5 separate regions of the Mus musculus genome follow, and regions 2, 3, 4 and 5 are each linked to region 1. Evidence: chromatin contacts called from public promoter capture Hi-C data. All regions are on one chromosome and are shown on one strand. The core of a region is the stretch at or near the end of the contact, and the rest is flanking DNA. Distances in the headings are between cores, read along the strand shown.

Region 1 (4,584 bases), core at 1,808-4,307:
GTCTCTGCCCACGCCCAGTGCAAAGGTAACAGGTGAGTTTTGTTTTGTTTTTAACATGGATGCAGGGGGTCTGAACTCAGGACCTCATGTTTGTACTTCCCGAGGACTTTGCCCAGTGAGCCAGCTGATGGGATTTCCCACAGGATGGATTATGGCTCTGGAAGTCAAGAGGACTTCCATACCTTTGGTCCTGCACTTTCAGGTCACAACATCAGTAATTTGTCATGGACTTGGATGGGGCAAGTGTTCCTGGAAGCCATCCCTACAGAAAATGAGCATCAGTCATTTCTCTGCACACAGAAGTGACTGCAAGCCACACCCACACATCCTATTCTGTCTTACTGCATTCCCAGCTCACTCCCCCTCAGCCAAGCCCCCCATACTCCTCAGACTCCCAGCAAAGGGTGACCGAGGACAGCATGGCTGGAAAGGGACAGATGTACTAACCAAATGCAGTTTAAAACATGCTCCCACGTGAGCATAGTGATACAGAGCCTCCCAAGGCCTTCAGGAAGCCTATGTGTACTGAGGGGCTGTGCTGTTTACATTTCACTAGCTTTCCATATGTCTTGGCTAGGCAGCATTTTGGAAATATTTAACTAGGCAACATAAACTATATCTACGAACAAGCTCTGAAACCTGGTCTTGTTCATGGTTCCATTTTGCTTTGGAATGACAAGCTGACCGGGAAGGACAATGCCCAGTGACATGGTTTGTTCTTTTTGGAAGAGAAGCCTGTGAAAGACTCCATTGTCGGTCATTGTCATCCAATGATGAGACCCTGAACATGTGTATAAGTGGGCACAGATGGAGCAGATGGACAGCAAGAATACTGGCCCTGGGACTAGCATAAGCCTTTCAGGGGGCTCCTGAACTCAGGAGACCTCAGGCTTGAACTGGGGTTTCTTAGTGCAGCAACTTCTCCATCTTCCAGGATGTCATGACCACTTACCGCCAGCAGATGGAGGGCTTGCCCATGTGAATGTTCTGTCGCCATCTGATGGCCAAAAGGAAACATTACACTTCTCATCCAGTCCAAGGAGACTCAACGCCTAGCAAGGGAATATTAAAGAAAGCACCTACTATGTGCACTGTGGACTGACCTTGAGAATACAATGAGTTATACCGCATCTCTGTTGAAGCTCAGAAAAATATTTTCCAAAGATTTCCTTTTCACTAGTTGATAAAAGGCTAGTACTTTCCCCACTCCTGGTTCCTCCAAAGGCACACTGCCAACAATATTCAGCGTTCTGCAAAGCCCTGGATAGGAGTGTTATGCTGCTTGCCTGACGATGCTTTCCTGTGGATTTAGGCTCTGCTACACAGCCAGCATCCCCTTTCCATTGCCTTGGGTCATCTCAGGGGCTAGGACATCTGCCCTTCTCCAAGTCTATGTATCAGGAGCAGGACCTGAGATTTGCGAGCACATTTAGACAGCTAAGGCCCAGAACGTCCTTGGTCCTAGAGCAGTGGCTGAAGGGGTGTTGGTCACCAAACTAGTGCGCCCCAGTTCTGAGCCTTGTAAAATTCACCTTGTGTGCCAGGGCCTGTTGGAAAACTGAATCTGAAGAGGCTGGATGCAGAAAGATGGGTAAATGCCATGGGCTTGATTTTTCCTCAACGTTATCTTTTCTAGGTGTAATGGTAGGTGGGAGGGAGCCTAGAGATGGGACTCAACACCTTGAACAGTAAGCACCTCTTCCATCACTGAACAGCGTCTCAGCCTCCAATTCCTTTGCTAGTTGTTCTTGCTACTCAATGTGAGTTCTAGAAGGACAGGCTTTCTGATTCATCATCCACTCCCCACAGACCCAGGCATGCAGGAGACTGCATTTCCTAAATGCTAAATGTGTGGACACTGCTTTCATTAGCTGCCTGATCCTTTTGGCTCTTCTCAGCTTCCAGTCTGAAGGGTCTGATTAGATAGGTAAGTTTTTGTTTGTGAGGGTCTGTGCGCCAGATCTGGCTTGGATCCCAGGCAGGACCAAGTCTCTTTCTCTCAGAAGCTTGGCCTGAGGACCTCAGGTTGGTCCTTGTCTTTGTCTCCCCTCCTGCCCTTCTCCGTGGTTCCTGTTCACATACGGACATGCCTCTCTAGAATGAGATTGATTCAGTGTTCTGTGGCCACGTGTCGATCTAGGCCTGGATTGAATGAGTCATGAAAGTGTCGCCTCATTCATTCACTGGCTCACAACATCTTTAGTGAATGTATACTCTGTGTCTACCCCCGTGTTCAGGTCTGAGAGGTCCGCAGCAAAGCAATACTTACCTTTAGGAAGCTGCCAACACAGTAAAGCAAGGCCAGCATTAAGCAAATAAGGCTGTGCTCCCCGATGTGTGCGTCTGAGTGCCGAGTGCACCAAGGAAATCAGCAGACTAGGTTTAGGTTATCATGGTGGATCCCCAGGGGAGATAAAGCCTATACATAAACCTAAGTGATGAAGAGAAGCTGACAGCTAGGTGGTGGGGGGAAAGAGGGGTGAGGGTCCCGCTGAGAACAGGAACAACGTGAGATCGCTTTCTAAGATCATGTTTATATCATAAGGAGAAGAGATGACAGCTGAATATTGAGAGTGTTGCTACATTGGATGAGGGGTTTACCGAGGCTCCATGTAGCTTAGAAGCAGCTTTGTAGGTTCAGGAACCGAACTTCTTCTCATTCAGAGGTAGAAGCACCGAGTTCAGCAGACTTACCTATCTAATCAGACCCTCACAGAACCAACAGGTGAGTAGCCTATGTTGCAAATTTTGCTAAGCATGCTGTGCGTACATCCTAATATGGGATGCGATGTGCATCTAATATTTTACTGTCATCTCTGCAAGATGACAACAAAGGCTTTGAAGCTTGTGTATTAAACTCACAGAGGTGTGATGATAAGAAGTTATCAATTTGTTAATTTACAGTTGCACTCAGCCCTAAATACATGCACACAGGAGCAAGGCTAAGAGGACTCAGTGGACTGCTTTTTCTTTGACAGCCGAAAACCAGCTCAGGGATGAGAGGCGGGCCAGAGGACGCCTGGGGCACGTCTTCAAGCTCTCATTGGACGGGATATCCGGAAAAACCCGGTCGAATCCTGGCTTGTCTTGGTTGGGTCGGCTGGTGGGATACGCCCTCGTCTCGCCCCTTTGTCCAACCCTCTTCATTTTAAATTAAAAAGCCCCCAGTTCTGTGTGGTGTAGCAAAATAAACAGTTGCGGCGACGCACTTCTTCCTGGAGGCCTTCGAGTCTCCATGATTTAAGGAGACGAGAAAGGTAAGGAGGACCGGAACAATTCCTTCGCGGAACCTTTGAGGTGAGGCCTCGCGGAGCCATTTGAGAACGGACCGCGGCGGGCTGGAACCAGACTAGTAGGCATGGCGGCGGCGGAGCCGGATGCGGACCCGAAGGCCGCCATCCCTGTGGACCTGCGGCGGGAACGGCGCTTGGTGTGCGTGGAGTACCCGGGCGTAGTACGTAACGAGGCCAAGATGCTACAGACCCTGGGCGGCGAGGAAAGCGTCTCTCGAGTAAGGAGCTGGGAAACTCCGGGACCGCGGGAAAGGAATCGTGTCTACTGAATGGGCGGGACCACCGGGCGGGAGAGCGGTTTCCGTGGCAACGGAGAGTTTAGGCAAGCTCTAGGACCTGTTGTGAACTAGGCGGTATTTTCTTTCTGTCCCCAAATGTGAGTAGCATGCTTGGCATCTATCCCAGGACAGTGAGCTGCTCTGACCTTATTGCTCTCGGCAGAAAACCGAGGCACGGGAGGAAAGAGAACTTTTCCACCACCTGTAGTTGAAACTAAAAGTGACACAATTCGCCGGCGTTGTATTATGTGGTTAGCACGTACAAAGTGCTCTCCCGCCCCCCCTTGGTTTTTTCGAGACAGGGTTTCTCTGTGTAGCCCAGGCTGACCTCGAACTCAGAAATCCGCCTGCCTCTGCTTCCCAAGTGCTGGGATTAAAGGCGTGTGCCACCACTGCCCGGCTTTTTTTTTTTTTTTTTCCTGAGACAGGGTTTCTCTTACAGCCCTGGCTGTACTGGAACTCTGTAGACCAGGCTGGCCTCGAACTAGAAATCCGCCTGCCTCTGCCTCCCGAGTGCTGGGATTAAAGGCGTGCGCCACCACGGGCCGGCATTTTTTAATTTTTATTTATTTATTTTTTAACATGCCACAGTCCTTTCAATCCCCAGGGCCGGAACTGACAACATCTGCATTTTACAAGTAAACAGGCCACATAACCACACAACAAGTAGTGGACCTAAAGTGATGCTCTGTGGAATCTTGGAATTGTTTCTTTAGAAATGATTTCCCTGAACATCTTAGCATAAGCAGATTCTGGCTCCTTCCGTTGATAATTCCACTCAGATTTCAGTTTGATACATGTATTACCTGTTCATGTATTACATTTATTACTTGGCCCTGGGGCTGTAAACCGAGCTAGGATCTCTCTTGTTTACCTCTGTACTAATATCTGTACAGATTCCCCATTTTATAAAAATTTATCAAGTATTTGGTTAAGTCCTAATGAAGCTGGGCAGTAGTGACCCACACCTTTAATCCCAGCATTACAGAGGCAGAGGCAGGTGGATCTTTGAG
Region 2 (4,270 bases), core at 146-2,645, 2.6 Mb after region 1:
GGGTATCTCTGTGTTCACATAGAAGCCTGGAGGTTTTGGAGGAGAGGATCTGTTGTCTCCAGCTCCAAAGGGACCTCATACACACATTGCAAAGATCACTGTCTCCACAATTCCTTCTGCTCACTTCACTCTTGGGAATCCTGGAGAGCCAGATCAAGCATATGGAAGGGACTTGTCCCGTGTCCCTCTGGGTACTTCTTTCAGTATATCCAGTGGTAGGATGCTGAATGGGCTATGTGGAAATACTTGCAAACATTCTTATTATGCCCTAGGTGGCACCATGACAGGCTTCCAAGAGAAAGAGGACATTAGGCCTCTGAAGACTGGGGCTTAGTAGCCTAGGCTTTGGACAAAGAGCAAGGGGTTTGTTGGGGAGAGGCCTGGGGAACTTGAAGACCAGCTGGAGGGGCCTCAGACCCACTCCTCACAACCCTTATTGCTTAGTTCTGTACCATCTGCCAAGACACAGATCTGTGGCAAGAGCTCATGGATCTTGTCAAAGATGACTATGAACTTGAACTGTTCCTCCTACCTCCACACCACCATTCCTGGATCACTAATAATTATGATATTATTTATTTTTTATTTGTTTTTTTTTAGCTTAAAAAGATTTATTTTGTAAGTATTGTGCTTACATATATGTATCAACAGTGTGTCTGATCTTCAAGATAATTCTGAAGCACCATTGTGGGTTCTGAGAAACACAGGATCCTCAGCAAGAGTAGAAAGTAATCCTAACCACCGAGCCAGGGCCCCCCATCCCGTATGTGTGAGTGTGTGCGCGCATGCGTGTGTGTGTGTGTGTGTGTGTGTGTGTGTGTGTGTGTGTGTGTGTGTACGCACGCGCATTTGTATGTGTTTTATGCAGGCTTGTATTCCAGAGTGGTTCTGAACTCATTATGTAGTCAAGGATGACCTGTTTGACCTTCTGGTTCTGCCTAAACGTTCAGGATTATAAACCTGTGCCAGGCGTATGCTGCGCCGAGGAGCAAACCCAGGGCTTTGTGCATGGCATACAAGCACTTACAACTGTGACACATTTCTAGTGCCCTGACCCAGACGTATTATCTTGTGTACTTGACTCCGGAGCCCTTTTCAATTCCAACAGACCAGCAAATCAGGTAACAAGGCTGGGAGGTGCTGAAGGAATGAGGTATATGGAGAACTACAACTCCCGGTATGCATCTGACCCACCTCACACATTAATTTTTGGTAAGGGGGCCGTGAGCCTGCCTGGGAACGACAACTCCCGGCGTGCCTTGGTGCACTTTACCTATTTCCGGCGCGGTGCGGGCGGGGGGTGCGGGGGGTGGGGTGGGCAACAGCAGAATGCCTGCCAAAAAAAAACCACATTTCCCGGCATACCCACGGGCGCTCATTACGCACTTCCGGCGCGGCTGCGACCGCGCGCTCCGGGCGGCTACGGCGACACGGGCAGTGGCAGCAAGGGTACAGCTCCTGCCCCTTCAGTGACGGGCGGCGGAGCTGACAGGAGCCGGGGCGGGGCGGCGGCGGCCAGCGAAGGAGCGCACGGCGGCCCGGCCCCGCCCCTGGTCCTCCCGCCAGCCTCAGTGACCTTCACTGGTTCGGGCGGCGGGTGCAGGCCCGGGCGGCGGCGCGATGTTCGTGCAGGAGGAGAAGATCTTCGCGGGCAAGGTGCTTCGGCTGCACATCTGCGCAGCCGACGGCGCCGAGTGGCTGGAGGAGGCGACCGAGGACACATCGGTGGAGAAGCTCAAGGAGAGTTGCCTCAAACATGTAAGGCCGAGCTCCTTACGACCCAGTTCCACCTCTGCCTCCGTTCTGAAAACCAGAAACCTAGACTTATGTCCCAGACTCCGCCCCAGTCCCCAGCCTTCTGGTTGCCCCGACACTCCTATCTCTACCTAGACGCCAGATTTTCGCTTCTTCCTGGACCGGTCCCCAGTCCCTGCCGTGCAGCCCGCTGCTCCCAGCCTTCGCTCCTCCGGGCCTGGGCAGCGCCTTCCGCTCCTCCAATCACAAACCTAGTGCTCAGAGAAGAGCATCTGGCCCCCGCTGTTGAGCGAGCTTTATTTAATTTCTGCAACGTGCTAGGGAGGTGAAGGCGAGAGTGAACAGAGACTGGGAGAGGCAAAGGCAAGGGATCATGGTTTTCTAGCCTTGGGGCTTGCCTGCTGTTGGGATGAGCTTTTAGTTTCCTCCAGAAGCTGGAAGTAACTAGATCCCATTATAAGAGGACTGGCTCCTTGCCTGAGGAGCCAGCTGCTAGGAGCCCATGGCCGGGACTTGACACTTAGCAGTAGTCACTTAAAATAGTGTCACTGTGGGACAAGTTCCTTGGCTTCTACTTTCTATTGGGGCAACAGTTGATTGAGTGGGAAGGTCCAGGATGACTGTCTCCTGCCAGCAAGTGGCATTTGTTAAGTTTACTTACATTCAGTGAACGTTGTACTATAGTTAGCCTTTTAGTTTTAGTTAAGTCTTGGAATTAGTTCTTGAAGCCTTCCTGGCTCTAACTGCTCCCAGTTGAAGATGAAACAGATGTCTGTTAGACACTGGTAGCCTATGGAAGCACCATGCCAGACAAGATTAGTGCCAGATAGCTTTTTAGAGGGGACTCTTCGGAAAGTTAGGGATCTACAGCAGTAGGTTGTGTTAAAGTTCAGCATTGTGTTTCCTCTAAAGGCAGTCTTCAAGTTACTATAGCAGCTGCTTGCAAAGGGTAGTTTATCATCTGTGTGCCTTTGTGTAGTCAGTGTGTAATGTCAGGCAGGCTCCAAGAGATCTGTTTCAAGCCCCTCTTCTGCAGTGCATTAGATGTTGAGTAACCGTGGGTCTCAGTGTCTGTGGTTCACCTCAATGAGGCTCACATACAGGACAAAATGTATTTTAGACTGCCCAAGGAGTCCCCAACCTTTAAGCTTGTGTTGAGCCTGTGGATTTTCTCAATAGCAAGACCCAGAGGCTCAGCAGAAGCTTAAAGACTGGGGCCTCCTTGGGCATCTAGACTGTTCCCTAGCATCCATGCTGGCCTAGTACTATGCTGTGTCATCTCCTAGGTCAGTTCCTCGGGGGCTGAGCTTGGAGTAACTTCAAAGTCGGTGTAAGGATTGAAGGAATGAAAGGTGTCAGCCTCAAACCACATGAGCATGGGATGTCACCTTCACTGCTGTGATCTCTTGCCTAACTCACTTGTGGTGTGGATATACGTAATGAGCATGGCAGTATTCTATGAAGGGGGTAGGGAGATGATTCACAGATGCTTGCTAATACATTTTAGGGGCAGTATGGTTAGGCTTAGGCAGCAGGTTTTGATATGATGCTAATTATTTGTGATGTTTAATATTCCAGTTGATATTGGAGTTGTATCATTTTGACCATTTTTGTCATTATTCTTGTTTAAATTGAGACTATTCTACTCCACATTTTCCAGGGCAGAGGGCTGAAGCAGCAGGAGAATTTCACAGCATTCTAGATCACAGGGCTGGAGAGCAGAGGCATTAGAACTGACCCACCTCCGGGTCCCATCAGCTCTAGGAGTCACACTGCATTTATTAGAAAAGATGATCTTCTCGTTGTACCTGACTGTAAACCTGTCATGCACAAGATACTTTATCCTGACCTGACTTCCATGTTCTTTATTGTCCTGTGCACCCTGGTTACTGGGGTTGTTATCACTATTATTTTTTCTTCTTTCCTCTCTTCCAGAGGGGTATGATAGAGTTTTTTAAAAAATTTTTTCTCCCACAGCACTCCTGGGAATTTACAGCTGTATCAAGGAGAGGCTTGTTATTTAAATTCTTAAGGAAATAGATTTGGTTTTTGCCTCCCCCTTTTTGTTTTACCCAAAGTGACTTCACCATGCTATTGCCCAGCTTCCACTGCCGGTATCTAGGAAAGGGGCACAGTGAGTCCTCTTTTCTAAAGGGGGTTAGTGGAAGTCTGGGGTGATGGAGCTGTGGTGTGGAGGAGCTTTTCTGTAGTGTACCATCTGGATGAAGCACATGAATTCTCCTTCAAAGCCTAAACCGTCCCAGGTCCTGTGAAGAGTTAGCCCCTGTTATCTTTTTTTTTAAAGATTTATTTATTCATTTAATGTATATGAGTACACTGTTGTTGTCTTCAGACATCAGAAGAGGGCATCGGATCCCATTATAGATGGTTGTGAGCCACCATGTGGTTGCTGGGAATTGAACTCAGGACCTCTGGAAGAGCAGTCAGTGCTCTTAACCACTGAGCCATCTCTCCAGCCCCCATGACCTGTTATCTTTCCATGATGTACAGTACT
Region 3 (4,753 bases), core at 580-3,079, 2.2 Mb after region 1:
GTCAGTCGGGGGTGCAGAACCACATCAGCCAACAGATCCACCACAGTGTCCAAGCCTTTGCTGTCAGCAGACACAGCATACATGGTGGTGTCTCTGAAAGGAAATAAGCCACAATAGCAGGTGCATGGTTTACACCAGATAACAACTCAGTCACTGAGGCCCTTCATGCCAGCAAAGACACTACCACTACCTCTTTCTTGGGTGTGAAGGCCTTCTGGGAGCCACAACTGCCCACAGTGAAGCTCTCCATGAGATACTTTGGAACCAGAGGAAACTGGTTCTCCTCTCTTCACAGAGGAAGTCTCTCACTCAGGGCTTCCTAGGCCTGGACAAATAACCAGCTGGTCTAAATGAAGACTGGTTTCACATGGACACATGCCCAGCTTCAGATAGCCAGCAGCAGCCTGCCTGTTTAGCTTAGCATTCTTCCCAGGTAAAGGCCTGGACAATTAAAGGTCAAAGGATGTCAGAGAAGAAACTAGTATGGAATGCTTTCTGTCCCCAACATCAGGCATGCTGTGGATTTTCAGAGAGACTCTAAGAGACTCTGACCAAGGATGAGGAGGACATGATGAGGAGGACAGATGGACATGAAATACCTTGAGGTCTGGCAGTCACAGATACCACCATGTTTTTCCAGCGTAAGCAGGATTTCGTCTTTGCTGTCAAATCGAGCAGTGGACTATAAAAATAATTAAGCTTAAGTAAATAACCCAAAATCCATTAAGTGTACATTTGCTTTCAAACACACAAAATCATGTCAGAAGTCTTTTGTGAGCACCAACTTCATATTCAGATCCTTAACTAATACAAGTTCTTAAAAAGGAAAACTGAAAACTTATAAAAATTACAAATTAGACACTGACCGAAAATGCCAATTTTTCCAAAAAATGAGCTATTCCACTAAGATATTTCGCTTCATATCGTGATCCTGAATTAATAAGAACTGGTAATAAAAAGAAAATGGACAGGTTAAGCCAAATATTCAAAACATTTAATCAACAGAAAGTTTTCAAAACAATGGCCAATAGAACTTACTTCCTACGGTACAGAATTGTCCAAACTTATTTTGAGATGCCACACGAAGCCCATTGTCCAGAGTGGTAACTTTGGTTTCAAACTTTTCCTGTCCATCAACTGTTGCAAAAATAGGCTTGGGTACTCCAGGCAAGGGAGAAGAGAGGGGGATGTTGGGGTAGGTGGCACCACTGCTGAACCGTCTGTGTGCAGGAGATCCAAACCTACAGCAGAGCAGCAAAATATTTAGTCTTATTTTATGTCACGGATGTATGTTCATCACAGGCATGCCCGTTGTCCATGGAGGTCAGAAGAGGGCTTTGGATCCCCTGGATAGTGGAGTTATAGATAGATGGTTGTGAGCCACCAAATGGGCGCTGGTAGCCAAACCCAGGGGAAGCAGTCAGTAGGCCTAACTACTGAGCCATCTCTTCGACCCCGGTCTTTGGGGCTTCACTGTCCACTCTGATCAGCAGGCTGCGTGAGAAACGAGTTCCTGTGCATATGGGCCTGGGCAAGCCCGGCCCCTCAGGGCTTCGCTTTGGTCTAAAGGCTCCAGCCGAGGGACTCTGCCGACCACTCCCAACCAGGTTCCAGTCCCCAGCTCCTTCTCCAGGCCCAAGGCGCCTGTGCTCTGATCCAGAGGCCCATTCTTCTCTTCCAGTTCCCCCCGGTACCAACTCCCCCGAGTCCTCCCTTCCTCGCACCGAGACAGGCCTCGGCTCACCTGGGCCGCGCGCACAGCACCGCAGATCCCCGAAGCAGCCGCGCAGCCGCCCACACTGCCGTCGCCATCGCGCCGCCGCGCTTCTGCGGTCACTTCCGCTTCCGACCCCGCCCCGCGGCGTTCGGCGCTGGCTTCCGGCCCGCCGAGCCGGATGAGGCAGGGGCCGGCGACTGCCTTGCGGGCCATGGGGCCGCGGCCGGGTTAGGGCGCGGCGATGTCGGGCTACGCGCGGCGGCAGGGCGCGCCCCCTCTATCGCGGACGCGGAGCCTTGTGGTTCCCGACGGTGAGCGGCGCGCGGCTGGGGCAGGGCCGGGGGGCGCGGGCGGCGGCGGCCCGCGGTGAAGCCGCTCTCGTTGTCGCTTACAGCTCCTGCGTTCTATGAGCGCCGGTCTTGTCTCCCCCAGCTAGACTGTGAGCGCCCCCATGGCGGGGACCTGCACCCCCATCTCTTCGGCTTTCGGCCGACGTTTATGTGCTATGTGCCCAGCCCGGTGCTGGCTTCGGTAGGAGACACAGGTGAGAGTCGGTCGGGGCGCCGGCCACAGTGCGGAGCTGGGCAGCGCGGGGAGCCCTCCCCACAGCCCGCCCGCCCGCCTCAAGGCAGGAAGGTAGTGCCTGGTGGAGCTCGGAGGCCACTTAAGCCCACCGGCTTGGGCAAGGCCAGGGGCTGGACCTAGCGGGTCTGCGTTCCACCTGCAGCTGCTCTTAGAGCGCGCAGGGATGTGTAGTTTACCGCATCCAGCCTCAGAAGACAGCTTTCTAGTCCCAGACTCAGTGGGAGTCAGGCGTCTGCGGTCTTCACCTCCCTGGACAAACGCTGCAGTCATAAGGCTTGCTGTGATCACGGTGAGCTGACCATGTCTTTTTGCAGGTTTTGGCTATGGAAAGGGGAAATGTACTAACCAAGGTCCTTCGGGAGCCCCTGAGACGCGCTTTGGAGGTAGAGTAGCTCAGTGGGTCTTCTTTCCCTCTTAGACTCAGTGCCTGGCAGGGGTCTGGCCATGGGCTTTCAGGATGACAGGGTTTAAGGGGTATATACCTGGAGCCCAAAAGAGCAGTGGAGCCGGGCAGTGGTGGCGCACGCCTTTAATCCCAGCACTTGGGAGGCAGAGGTAGGCGGATTTCTGAGTTCGAGGTCAGCCTGGTCTACAGAGTGAGTTCCAGGACAGCCAGGGCTACACAGAGAAACCCTGTCTTGAAAAACCAAGAAAAAGAAAAAAGCGACATAAGATGTAGGTGTTATGAGACCCACATAAGCAACTGAGTCTGATAGGTGTGGAGGTAGAGGCTGGTCAACTAGGGTAGTTGGAGAGAAGGTCAGAGGAAGGGATGGCATAGAGCAGTTCCTGAGATGCACTGTGGCATCTCAGCAGCTTTGAATCGCCTACAGTAGCCTTCAGCCCACTGTGTTGTGTGTTTGTGTGTGCGCACAGGGGGTAGTATGTGTAGGGGGGTGGAGTGAAGTCAGCCTCAGCAACCTACAGGCTTTACTGGGGAACTGGGCATATGACTCAGAGGTAGATCAGTTACCTGAATGTGGGTGGACCCCTGGACTTGACCTTTGTTTGGCACAGCATTTTTTGTTTCTTTTAAAGTGGCAAGGGTTGTCTCAAGGAGGCCAAAGGGTGAGAGCCTGCATATTCTCTAACCTCTTTGGCAGCTCTCATGTTCTGTAATGTTCTTTGAGTTACAGTTGAAACGTGATGGTAACACAGGATGTTGGGCCCTTTCACAGTCTTCTGTGGTGTTCGTTTTTTCAGGTGACAAACTTGAAGACCTTGAAGAAGCCAATCCATTCTCCTTCAAAGAGTTTTTGAAAACCAAGAACCTCAGCCTGTCAAAAGAAGACACGACCACCAGCCGAATTTACCCAAAGGTACATCTGGGAAGCTGTCAGTGGTTGCCTTAAAGGACATCTCTTGTACCTTACAGCTTTGGAGGCAGACACTTGAGTGTGGGGAGCAAAGCAGGACAGATATGGCTGCTGACAGAGAGACTGTGTATGGGTGGAACAGCTGCTTGGCCCCCTTTTGGTAGATGAGATGGGCCTTCTTTGTGGGAGCATAGAGAAGGCTGAGCATTGGCTTCCAGTCTGCAGTGTTTCTCTCCACTGTTTTTAGGAAGCCTCAAGGCACCCACTGGGACTAGAGCACAGCTCCCCTGCCTCCCAGCTCATGGGATATGGCCTGGAATCTCAGCAGCCATTTTTTGAAGACCCAACAAGAGCCAGCAACCTAGAGGAGGATGAAGATGATGGATGGAATATAACCTACTTGCCATCTGCCGTGGATCAGACTCATTCCTCTAGAGACACACAGGACTCACCGCCCTGTGACACCTACCTTTCCTTTTTCTCCAACTCGTCAGAGCTGGCATGTCCCGAGTCTTTGCCCCCATGGACGCTGAGTGACACCGACTCCAGGATCTCCCCAGCGTCTCCAGCTGGGAGTCCTAATGCAGACTTTGCAGCTCATGAAGAATCCCTAGGGGACAGACACCTGCGGACGCTGCAGATAAGTTATGAAGCAGTAAGTGAGGGCAGTGTGGCACCCAACACAGCTGAGCTGTGTTGTGGAGAGGAGCTGCAGTCATCTACTTCCTGGGTGGCCTGGGCTCAATGCCACGGACAAGGCAGTTAGTCATATAATGGCTTGATGTAGAATTGCCCTGAAGAGGGGTCTAAAGATAGAGATAATAGATAGCTCAGTGGTAATTTTCTCCTAGCACTTGGAAAGTCCTGGGTTAGATCCTGAATGCTGAAAAATAAGAGAGAAAAAGGAATTTCTCTATGGAGAGCTCTTCCTTGGGTTGGTTTTGGCTGTGCAGTTAGTATAGCAGACTGAGAAGTACTGTGGTGAGGTCACAGGCAGGCAGACACGAGCTAGCATGAAGAAATGGTCTATTGGAAGTGTTGGCTAAGAGTCATCTTGCTGAATGCCCCACATGATGGAAGGCCTTAAAACCATAAGTCACCTAGAAAAAGTAAAGTGTGTGGCCACAGGTCATCT
Region 4 (4,739 bases), core at 1,852-4,351, 2.3 Mb after region 1:
GAGAATCAGGCCAGGCTGTCTGAAGATGGGCTGCAGCTGCAGGAGCCAAGTTGTAAAATTGCTCTTGTGGGCGGAGAGAAAGTGTATCTGCAGAAAGTGCTGGACACGTTTTATTTGCCCATGTGTTCGAGCAGGGTGCTTTGGCATTCAAACACATTGATCGTAGTAAGGCTTCAGTCCCAGGTCCCTCCCTCCAAGGTCTCAGGCTGTACCTGCCCTGGTTCTGATTCCTCATAACTACTTGGACCAATAAATCTTGACATGAGCCTCGGGAGAAGTTATTATTTTTCATAGAAAATAGTTATTTCTCAGTTAAAGCACACTTTTGATTTTCCTGTGATCTGTCTCTGTCAGTGCTTTGCAAACCAGTCTCTTTAGACCATGCTTTCAGCTTTCCACATGCCAAACTGTCACATGAATTTCCCAAGTCCCTGGGGCCCCATGCTCTCCTGCTCTACCATGACAGCCACTCTCATAAAACATATACAAAGGCCACTGGGGCTCTTACAAATGGTTGGGAACCATAAACTCCCTGGAAAGTGTATTCTCATCTTGCCTGCTGTCTGAGCCCTGCCCCAGGACTGGCTGCATGGGCTGGGACTACAGTGGACTTGTCATCAGTGAGACATAGTTCAGCAGTAGACATAGCTCATGTAGTCCCCAGCAACCTGCAGAGTCTCCTCAACTTTCAAAGATCCCCATCCAGGTAACACCAGATCCTTGACTTTGCCACAGATAAGAATTTCAGGATGGGCCAGATGGTAGTGAAGTCAGAGTTCATTAGGAAGAAAGCAACAAAAACTTCAGCATAGTAGTTAATAGAGAGATGCTTAGGGAAAAAATAAGGCACACCCAATCCTGGGTGTTGACTTCTCAAAGGAGAGTCATATCTAAGTGGCTTTGAAATAGCCATGTATAGGATTTCAGAGGCTATCAGAGTTTTTTGCTCAACAGATATCTAAGGGACTCTCCCTTCCTCTTCCTCTTTTCCCCTTTCCAATAAGTGAGATTATAGGATGGTTCTGAAGCCATCTGGATGGAATTACAATCTGGTAAAATAAAACCTTGGGCCACAAGGAGTTTAAGGAACTACTTTTCCTGTAAATGAGTTCCTTGTGAAATTCCTAGAAACCTGCAGGTTTAGATCGAAAAGACACAAACATGGCTTGCTGCTACTTTAACATCCTTATTTTAAAATGTTGTCTCTGTGTCAGCAAATGTTAACTGCATTGGAATTCTTGACTATCAGCTAGAGACAAGCGTCAGCCAATCTCCAGACTCTCTCATATCCCCTGAAGTTTCCTTATCCATCCTGCCTCAGACTTTCTTGCCTTCTGTGTAGAGTTGGGACCTGAAGATCAAGCTCTCCCATCCCAGGCTGGCCTTGTCCAGATCCTTTCCACATACAAACTGAGGGTCAAGAAGCCAGTCCTGCTGGGCATGGTGGCACACGCCTTTAATCCCAGCACTCAGGAGGCAGAGGCAGGCGGATTTCTGAGTTCGAGGCCAGCCTGGTCTACAGAGTGAGTTCCAGGACAGCCAGGGTTACACAGAGAAACTCTGTCTCAAAATTTAAACAACGACGACGACGACGACGACAAAGAAGAAGAAGAAGAAGAAGAAGAAGAAGAAGAAGAAGAAGAAGAAGAAGAAGAAGAAGAAGAAGCCAGTCCTACTCTCATGACTGCCTCCCCCCACCCTACCCCCAGGCAGTTTCCCTACCAGTCTCTCTGGTCCCTTGTCCTGCTTATTCATCCTCTGGTGACCATTAAAAATCAAATAGCTTCTCTGTATTTGTCTCCCAACCATGTCTCCCTGTTGCAGGATATTTGATCACAATGTAAACCCCAAGACTGTGTTATTTACTGAGAATAAAACCGGTTTCTAGTTGTGGTGTGGCTCAGCCCTTAGCACACACCTTTAATCCATGAGCTTTCTGTTTATTGTAAACAGTATAGATTAGATATAGATATAGATATAGATATAGATATAGATATAGATATAGATAGGCTTTTCAAGACAGGGTTTCTCTGTATAGCCCTGGATGTCCTGGAACTCACTCTGTAGACCAGGCTGGCCTCGAACTCAGAAATCTGCCTGCCTCTGCCTCCCAAGTGGTGGGATTAAAGGTATGCGCCACCACGCCTGGTTTATTGTAAACAATATTAAATAGGTCAAGAGGAAGAACAAGAGACCAGTTGACAGGGAGTGAAGTAGGAAAAACCGTACAGTGAGAGATCAGGTAGACAAACAGGAAGTAGAAGAGATTACATATTCTCTCTAGTGTTTGGAGAAAGCAGAACATTAGCATAGGAAAGTAGACTGAGTGATTGGAGAAGCCAGACATGGTGGTGCACATGTGTAATCCCAGTCCAGGGAGGCAGGAGGACAGATTCAGGCACATAGTGAACTCCATGCCAGCCTTAGAACCCTGTCTAAAAAAGAAGAGTCAGGTCTACCTCTCCTTTCTACCATCTTAGCAGGAAGCCAGCCAACTTTACCAGGTGGTTCTACTGTATCATGTGGGTTATAAAAAGGTCAAGGGATCATCGTGGATGTTTGAAGTTGACAGGTAAAATCATAGGTTGCATGTAAAATCTAGGATTCATGCTACATAAGAAATACAGGCATATAGCAAATATTTTTTCGATCTGTTTTTGTCCTATTAAATCTGCATTTCAGACTGAAAATCTTGGCCTGGTGTTTACTCAACATTCAACATGGCACGGGCTATTTCCCCTTGCTAAATCTGGCTACTTAGGCCCAGGACTTTCACTAGGTGAAAATTGCTTGCGGGTTTTAAGATTTTTAAGAGTTTTTTTTAATTGGGATAGGGCCAATGACCAGAGGCAGGGGCGGGGCCAGGAGCACAGGGGCGGAGCAGACTTAAGGAATGAGGCGGGGCCTACATTCTGGGGCGGGAACAATGTTCGGGGGCGGAGCAAAAAAGCGAGCTGTGCGGGACCTGGAATGACCAGTGCTGGGGAGGGGGGTCAAATTACGAGGGCGGGGCGAGAACGAAGAGTAGTGCCTGGGAAGATTAGCGGATTCGGGGGCGGGGCTAGTGCCTAGGGCGGGACCGGCGCGCGCAAGCACGTGACGCCGGTTGCCAGGGTGAAAGGTCAACGCGCCGGCGGCACTCCCAACATGGCTGCCGCCCGGGCTGTGGCGCGGGATCCAGGAGCTTATGCGCGGCAGCCACCGTCTCTTCGAGCCGCGCGGCTGCCGCGGCTGCTCTTCCTGCTGGCGGTGGTGGCGGCAGTGGGGCCCCGGGAGGGCGGCGGGGCGCGGCTCTACCGCGAGGGCTCAGACGCCGTGTGGTTGCTGGACAGCGGCAGCGTGCGGTCGGCCACGGGCAACAGCTCAGCCGCGTGGCTGGTGCAGTTCCACTCGTCGTGGTGCGGCCACTGCATCGGCTACGCACCCACCTGGCGAGCGCTGGCGGCGGACGTGCGAGGTGAGGGCCCCGCGCGCCGGTGGACGTTCCTCCGACGCAACAGCTACGTGGGCGAAGCCCCACAGATGGGGCCGATGGCTTTCCTGAGGTCGCCAGCTCAGAACACCGACTTCAACATGTCCCCAACCACTTATCCTAGCCACTACCCGATCAGTTTGACTTTCCCCATACCCAGCAATTGCATTTCAGAGGCTACCCTCTCCACTCAGGAAGGTCCCCATTCCTGTCAAACCTCAGCCTCGTTTGCTAGGTAGCCGACCATATGGTGGGCATTGGGCTGAGAAACTTAGATACCCACTCTGGGGACTGCTCTGCAACAGCAGAAAGTTTACAAAGCGTCTTCTTGCTGGGCTTCTGGGTCACTAGCCATAGCTTTCAGGAAATCTTCCCATATATGTTTAGTTACTCACCTTTGTAGAACTCAGACCCCTTGGAGCAGCTCCTGTAAATGGAATTTAAGTGGCCTTCCCAGCACTGGCTTACATTTGGCTTCACTGGCTTACAACTGTTGAACTAACCTCTAATTACAGATCTCTCAGGGCAAGACAACAAATTGTTACTCTTTTTCCTGCACCTTTGGTTTTAGGTCTGATGTTGAACACTGCTGTGTTCTTCTTAAACAGATTTGCAAAGAAGCCCTTTTTCCAAGTACGCAATTGCAGATGACTATTTTAAAATGTTTACCCTCTCTTTCCTCATTGTTGGGGCACTTTGACTTATATTTTTTTATTTTTTTGAGACAGTTTCATGACGTTGTCCAGGCTGGCCTTGAATCCATTGACCTCTGCTTTGGTCCTTATGTAGAATCTAATGACATTGTTCTCTTGGGTCGTAAGTTTTCTTTTTCTTTCTTCTTAATACTTAATTTGTTTTGAATTACATGGGCGTGGGTGTGTGCAGGTGAGTGCAGTTTCCCTTGGAAGGCAGAGGTTTTGGATTCCCTGCAGCTGGAATCAGAGGTGGAGGGAGCTGGGAATGACACTCCAGACTGAAAGAGCAGTGTGTGGGGTTTTCTTTGTTTGCCTCTTTATTTATAGTTTTTCAAGCCAGGGATTCTCTGTGTAGTCTTGGCTGTCCTAGAACTCACTCTATAGACCAGGTTGGCCTTGAACTCAGAAAGATCCGCTTGCTTCTGCCTTCTGAGGGCTGGTATTAAAGGCGAGCACCCACAACACCCTGATGCAGTCTGTGCTTTTAAACTTTGAGCCATCTCAGTTTCCTTAAGTCCTTGACAAGCACTAGCCAAAAGTGAGACAAGACAGTGAAAAGACAGTTTATACAC
Region 5 (4,590 bases), core at 2,081-4,580, 2.3 Mb after region 1:
CAGCTGCAGCCACAGGAGCTGGACAGCAGGGGTAGGTGCTGAGACTACTTGGGGCTCTTACTTTCTGTTCTGAGGCACAGGAGTACCACTTCTGGAACACCAGCCTGGAACCCCCAGGGGTGCTCTTTGGGGCCTGCCCACCTCCCTGTCAACAGCTTTCCACCTTCTCCTGCCCTCTGGGGGCAGTCAGTCTGATGAGGCTGAGCAGACAAGTTCCTGGATCCTCTGTTCCCACCTCTGCAGGCCTAGAAGGTGCTGTCCACCTGTCACCTGTCAAGGTGATCACACACCCAGGGGTGCCACCATTTGAACAAACAGATGCTGGGTTATCTCAGACCTCTGAAAGGCCTGTTCACTCCAAGGGTTGCCTGAAATTCTACTCTTGAGGCTCAAAATCAAAGTCACCTGGGGTCTAGAGCTTAGTGTCTCCCACTGTCCATGCCACTCCAATTCTGGGAGTGAGCAACTCTTGTCTGGCATTGGCTTCTGGCCAGACAGACCTACAGATGAACAGACAAACAGTGATCCTTCACCTCCCCAAAGAGGAGGGCACTGCCCACTCAGCTGACCCATCTCTACACTGCGGTCCTGACCCCAAGCCATGTCACCTCTGGAGCCACTTTCAAAGGATCACAGCTCTGTGCCACTCCCCTTACAGATGCCAAGAACACAAGAACCAAGACCCAGGCACTGTCTGCCACATCTCAGTCACTGTAGCAGCAGCTGACTCCACACTCTGCTCGTGGCCTCCTGATCTCATCTGTGTGTCCCCTTAAGTCTCCTGGTGTCCTCTAGTATCCACAACGAGCTGTCTAGCTACCTGAATCTCTGCCTGCCCCCTTCTCTGCAGAGCAGACACCTGGGACTGATCCCTGGCCCAAAGCTTGAGAGACCCTTGCTCACAGCTCCGCACTGCCCAGCATCTCACAGAAGGAAGTTACGCTGACTTTCCCTCAGCAGCCAGGGAAGGGGTGAGAGGGAGTAAGGGGCAGTAGAAGCTGCGAAGGGAAGAGATATCTTAGCTTCAGGAAAGGACCTAAAGGTCAGGGTTGCAGGGCTACCTGGGGAATTGTGCTGTCTGGGACAGCGCTGAGGAGAGAACACAGAAAGAGATACTAAAGTAGGGGACCAGCATTGTATGGCCATGTGGCCACAGAGGCCTTGCCATGCCCGGGCACCAGTAGCCCCTACCCTAGGTGCACCTTTTGTAAGGCCACTCCAATGTGGGCTCCCCTGCTAACCCTCCCTTCCCAGCTTCACTCAAGCCTTAGCCTCTTCCTCGTGGGGCTGGGAGTCCAGAAGAGGACATATAAGGACTTCCTGGCTACTTGTCTCTGGGACCCTCTAGCCCAACCCCCTGTTCTGGCCTCAGTGCCAGTGTACCAGAGATTCTCAACAGAGACCCTCTCCATTCTGCCCCACCCCTCTCAGTGTTCCTGCCTCCCTGAGCCAGCCCCTCGCTACACTCCATGAGGAGCTGGCCATTCAGGGACATTATCTGTGGCTCTTCTCAGCTCTTCAGCCCCATTTTATAAGTATCAAACCCTCTCAGTCAGATACCAGTAAGAATGGGGATGCTCGTGGGACAGTGGATGATTCAGAGAGTGTCTCCCACCAAGACATCCCATATCAGCCCAGGGAAGCCTGGCTGTGACACAACAGGTGGAGGCCAAACAGCTCACGGGCCTCCTGGAAGGCTCAGTGGGAAGGCTCTTGGCTGCACAGCTTAAATCTGGTCCCAGCTCAACCCTCTGAGCTCAGCTTGGGTTTCAGCTTGGAGGGATGCCAAGCTGAGCACAGGGCCTCAACCAGTATCCTGAATACTGTTCCTAACCAGTGAGAGCTACACAGGGGCTAGGGTTCTACCTAGTGAGTCACCTCAAGGGGGAACTGGGAGCAACTGACACAGCTTTGAGACCTGTGCTCTGAATGTCCACCTCCCTCTCTTACATGCGAGCACTCGCACACACATACATACACACACGCACACGCACATGCACACACACGTTGCAGTCTGCCTAGTAGACACCTCCTTCTCACAGGGGTGGCTGGCCCTGAGTTAAATGTGACCCCACAGAGCCTCTGCTCCCAGGGGACTCCAAGAAGCTGCTAGCAAACCTCTTACCCTTGCACTAGAACTTGGAGGAGGGTGTGGGGCTCAGGCATGATCTTCAACACCACACAATGGGGACACTGTCTCTGAGCTGCAGCATTAGAACACTGTATTAGAACGGGACGGCAAGGATCTGTTCGCCAGGCACCAAGCCCTCATTTTGCTCTTTGGGGGTACTAGGCAGAGCTTGGCTAGCTGATGAACCACCCCACTTGAGTAGATTTCTTCAGGGTTGACCCCTAACAGGGAGACCCCAGATATGGGGAAGGGCTAGACGAGGTGGGGGCCAGAAGCTAACTGAAGGATGCTGGGCCTTCCTTTAGGTCTGATGACAGCCCCTGCCCAGAACTCAGGCCGGTCCAGCTCAACCTGAAGCCAGAGTGAACTGACAGCTCTGGTCCACTTCTGGGATCAGCATCTCACCGGAGAACACCCTCATCCATCAAAAGGGAGTCACCAGGGAGGCATGGAGCCAGGGGCAGGACTATCCTGTCATTCCCAGTGGGCGGGCACACAGCACAGACCGCTCGATCACCTGTGAACCTGCCTGGAAGGCAAATGCCTTTGTAGGGAAGCACACACCCACTTGCCTGGCTCAGGCCCAGCTCCTTCTGGCCTAGGGCTGGGGATAGCTAGTGAAGGCAGGGCCCCATCATGACAGCCTGGGTCGTGGCCATGCTACACCAACACCGGGTCACGGCAGTGTCAGGCTTGAGAAGAGAACTCCAGATAACGAAGACTGGCATCCATGCTACTCAGGGTCCCGCAGAGCCGGGTGGTGGAGTGCCCGCCCCGTAAGCCCTTTTGGCATCAGGACAGGGTTGCAGGCAGAACCCAGTCCCAACCCCTCTACCGCGAAACTGATCTTTGGGCCCTGGGCCCCGCGCCCCCACCGCTCCCTACGCAGATCCAGGGAGGCGCGTCCCCGGCCACGTTGCGCGTCGCCGCAGCAGCCTTTGTTCTGGGCCGGCAGCCTCCCGCCCGCGTCTGCCGCTCAGGTCCCCGTTCCCATCCCGGTCCTTGAACTACCTGGAGTAGAGGCGCCTGGAGGCCGGGCCCGGGAGCTCCTCGGCCACGGGCGGGGCCGGGCTCGCCATGAGTCGGGGACGCGCCGAGCAGGAGCACCGCCCCGCTCTGCGGCCGTCCGCCTGCCGATCTGCCCGCCTGTCCGCGCGTCCGTCCGCCTGTCCGCGCGTCCGCGGGAGACGCCGAGGAAGTGATGTGCTGGGGTGCCGCCGCCCCTCCCGCCAGAGCTGTGATGTCACCGCCGCCAGGCGGAGGGAGGGTGGGGAGGGGCAGGCGCCCACCGGCCACCACTGCGGCGGTCCCGCCTACCGTGGGGTGGGCGGGGCTCTGTCTTTGAGGTCCAGTGCAAGGAGAGTCCTGCTCTAGTGTGGACAATGCTGTGTTTCCTTTTCTTTGGGGGGGAAGCCCTGCTAAGCCTGGAGTTTAGTGCTTTTTCTTACACACACACACACACACACACACACACACACACACACACACACACACGAGAGTTTGCTGTCACACACACATCCTGTTCCTTTCCTGTCACCTCTTGTGGGGTACAGGCCATGCAGATGCTCCTGGGGCTAAGGAGAAAACAGGTCTTCCTAGATGGAGTCAGGGTGGGAGGATGCTGTCCAGCCCTAGGCAAGTCTCTACCTTCCTAGGGCTTTCACCACCAGATTTCATGTTGAATTTCATCTGTGAAATGCAAGCGTTTGGAAAACATACTGGAAGAACACCAGGAGCCCACGTGGGAGGCTGGCCGTTGCTCATTCATCTGCCTACCCTCCTCTGAGTTCTCCCAGGACCCTGAGGATCTGAACCTCGGAGTGATCTTTCTTCATCCAACTTGAGTAGCCTTGGAGCCTTCACCTCAGCCAACCCCCAGCCAGCCACAGGGCACCATCTGGACAGCCAGTTCCATTGGGACTCACCCAGGTCTCTGCTCTTCTCTCCAGGCCACTCTAAATCTTCTTGAAAACGTAGCTGTGACCCTCAGTGGAACAGGAACATGTCAGGGTGCAGACTATGGCAGTGTCCTTGGCAGTTTTTCTGCACCCCTGGACCCTGGTCTGAAGAGGGACACCATGCCAAGGTCACCCCAGACAGACCCTGCAGACGCAGCCCACAGTACAGTGGCTTCAGGCGGAGAAAAATGGCAACAAAAACAAACACAAGATAAAACTGGGCTGTTGGCCCTGAGCTAGTTTGTTTTCCTAGGAAGGAGCAGGAGCGAGCAATGAGAACCATCTGTGCCTGGGGCGAGGCGCAAGCTTGCTGCTGTCCCCACACCTCCCCCTAAGACCACAGGAGCCAGGGCTTGCTCTCTCTTGGCTAAGGCAGAGTGTGTGTTATGGCTGGCCAGGCACCACCCACGTTTGCTGAAGTCTCGGGCCTGGTCCCTAGCAGACCCTGGCTCTGGAATGCAGGCGCTTCCTGGTTGCCTTCAAAGGATACAACATACACAT

The links. Promoter capture Hi-C pulls out the DNA fragments that hold promoters and counts their contacts.
Region 2: a promoter capture Hi-C map of neutrophils shows a contact between it and region 1, with 4 times the contacts expected there. The contact joins the promoter of Ubac1 here to the promoter of Gtf3c5 in region 1. A contact is called at or near these places in 6 of 39 promoter capture datasets (erythroid cells, hematopoietic stem and progenitor cells, liver and 2 more), 1 of 484 Hi-C or Micro-C datasets (CD4 T cells) and 1 of 9 other capture datasets (liver).
Region 3: a promoter capture Hi-C map of pre-B cells shows a contact between it and region 1, with 2.4 times the contacts expected there. The contact joins the promoter of Pmpca here to the promoter of Gtf3c5 in region 1. A contact is called at or near these places in 6 of 39 promoter capture datasets (the C10 cell line, embryonic stem cells, hematopoietic stem and progenitor cells and 3 more) and 1 of 115 datasets of contacts at active chromatin or transcription factors (astrocytes).
Region 4: a promoter capture Hi-C map of pre-B cells shows a contact between it and region 1, with 2.9 times the contacts expected there. The contact joins the promoter of Qsox2 here to the promoter of Gtf3c5 in region 1. A contact is called at or near these places in 1 of 39 promoter capture datasets (pre-B cells) and 1 of 115 datasets of contacts at active chromatin or transcription factors (astrocytes).
Region 5: a contact with region 1 is called in a promoter capture Hi-C map of liver, with 2.4 times the contacts expected there. The contact joins the promoter of Gpsm1 here to the promoter of Gtf3c5 in region 1. A contact is called at or near these places in 2 of 39 promoter capture datasets (both in liver).

The regions. Positions count from the first base shown.
Region 1 is chr2:28,581,752-28,586,335 of GRCm38.p6, reverse strand. Gtf3c5 (general transcription factor IIIC, polypeptide 5) reads left to right here and starts at 3,057. Exons shown (of 12, transcript NM_148928.3): 1 at 3,057-3,511. The coding sequence starts at 3,359.
Region 2 is chr2:26,018,885-26,023,154 of GRCm38.p6, reverse strand. Ubac1 (ubiquitin associated domain containing 1) reads left to right here and starts at 1,395. Exons shown (of 10, transcript NM_133835.2): 1 at 1,395-1,758. The coding sequence starts at 1,621.
Region 3 is chr2:26,386,424-26,391,176 of GRCm38.p6, reverse strand. Pmpca (peptidase (mitochondrial processing) alpha) reads right to left here and starts at 1,829. Exons shown (of 13, transcript NM_173180.3): 1 at 1,745-1,829; 2 at 1,039-1,241; 3 at 867-946; 4 at 600-682; 5 at 1-93. The coding sequence starts at 1,812. It overlaps Entr1 (endosome associated trafficking regulator 1), which reads left to right and starts at 1,861. Exons shown (of 10, transcript NM_026563.3): 1 at 1,861-2,028; 2 at 2,112-2,261; 3 at 2,617-2,685; 4 at 3,506-3,621; 5 at 3,866-4,273. The coding sequence starts at 1,959.
Region 4 is chr2:26,235,761-26,240,499 of GRCm38.p6, reverse strand. It overlaps Qsox2 (quiescin Q6 sulfhydryl oxidase 2), which reads left to right and starts at 3,101. Exons shown (of 12, transcript NM_001302956.1): 1 at 3,101-3,457. The coding sequence starts at 3,148.
Region 5 is chr2:26,314,273-26,318,862 of GRCm38.p6, reverse strand. It overlaps Gpsm1 (G-protein signalling modulator 1 (AGS3-like, C. elegans)), which reads right to left and starts at 3,330. Exons shown (of 14, transcript NM_153410.5): 1 at 3,143-3,330. The coding sequence starts at 3,210. It overlaps Gm52505 (a long non-coding RNA gene), which reads left to right. Exons shown (of 2, transcript XR_003953775.1): 2 at 2,437-3,514.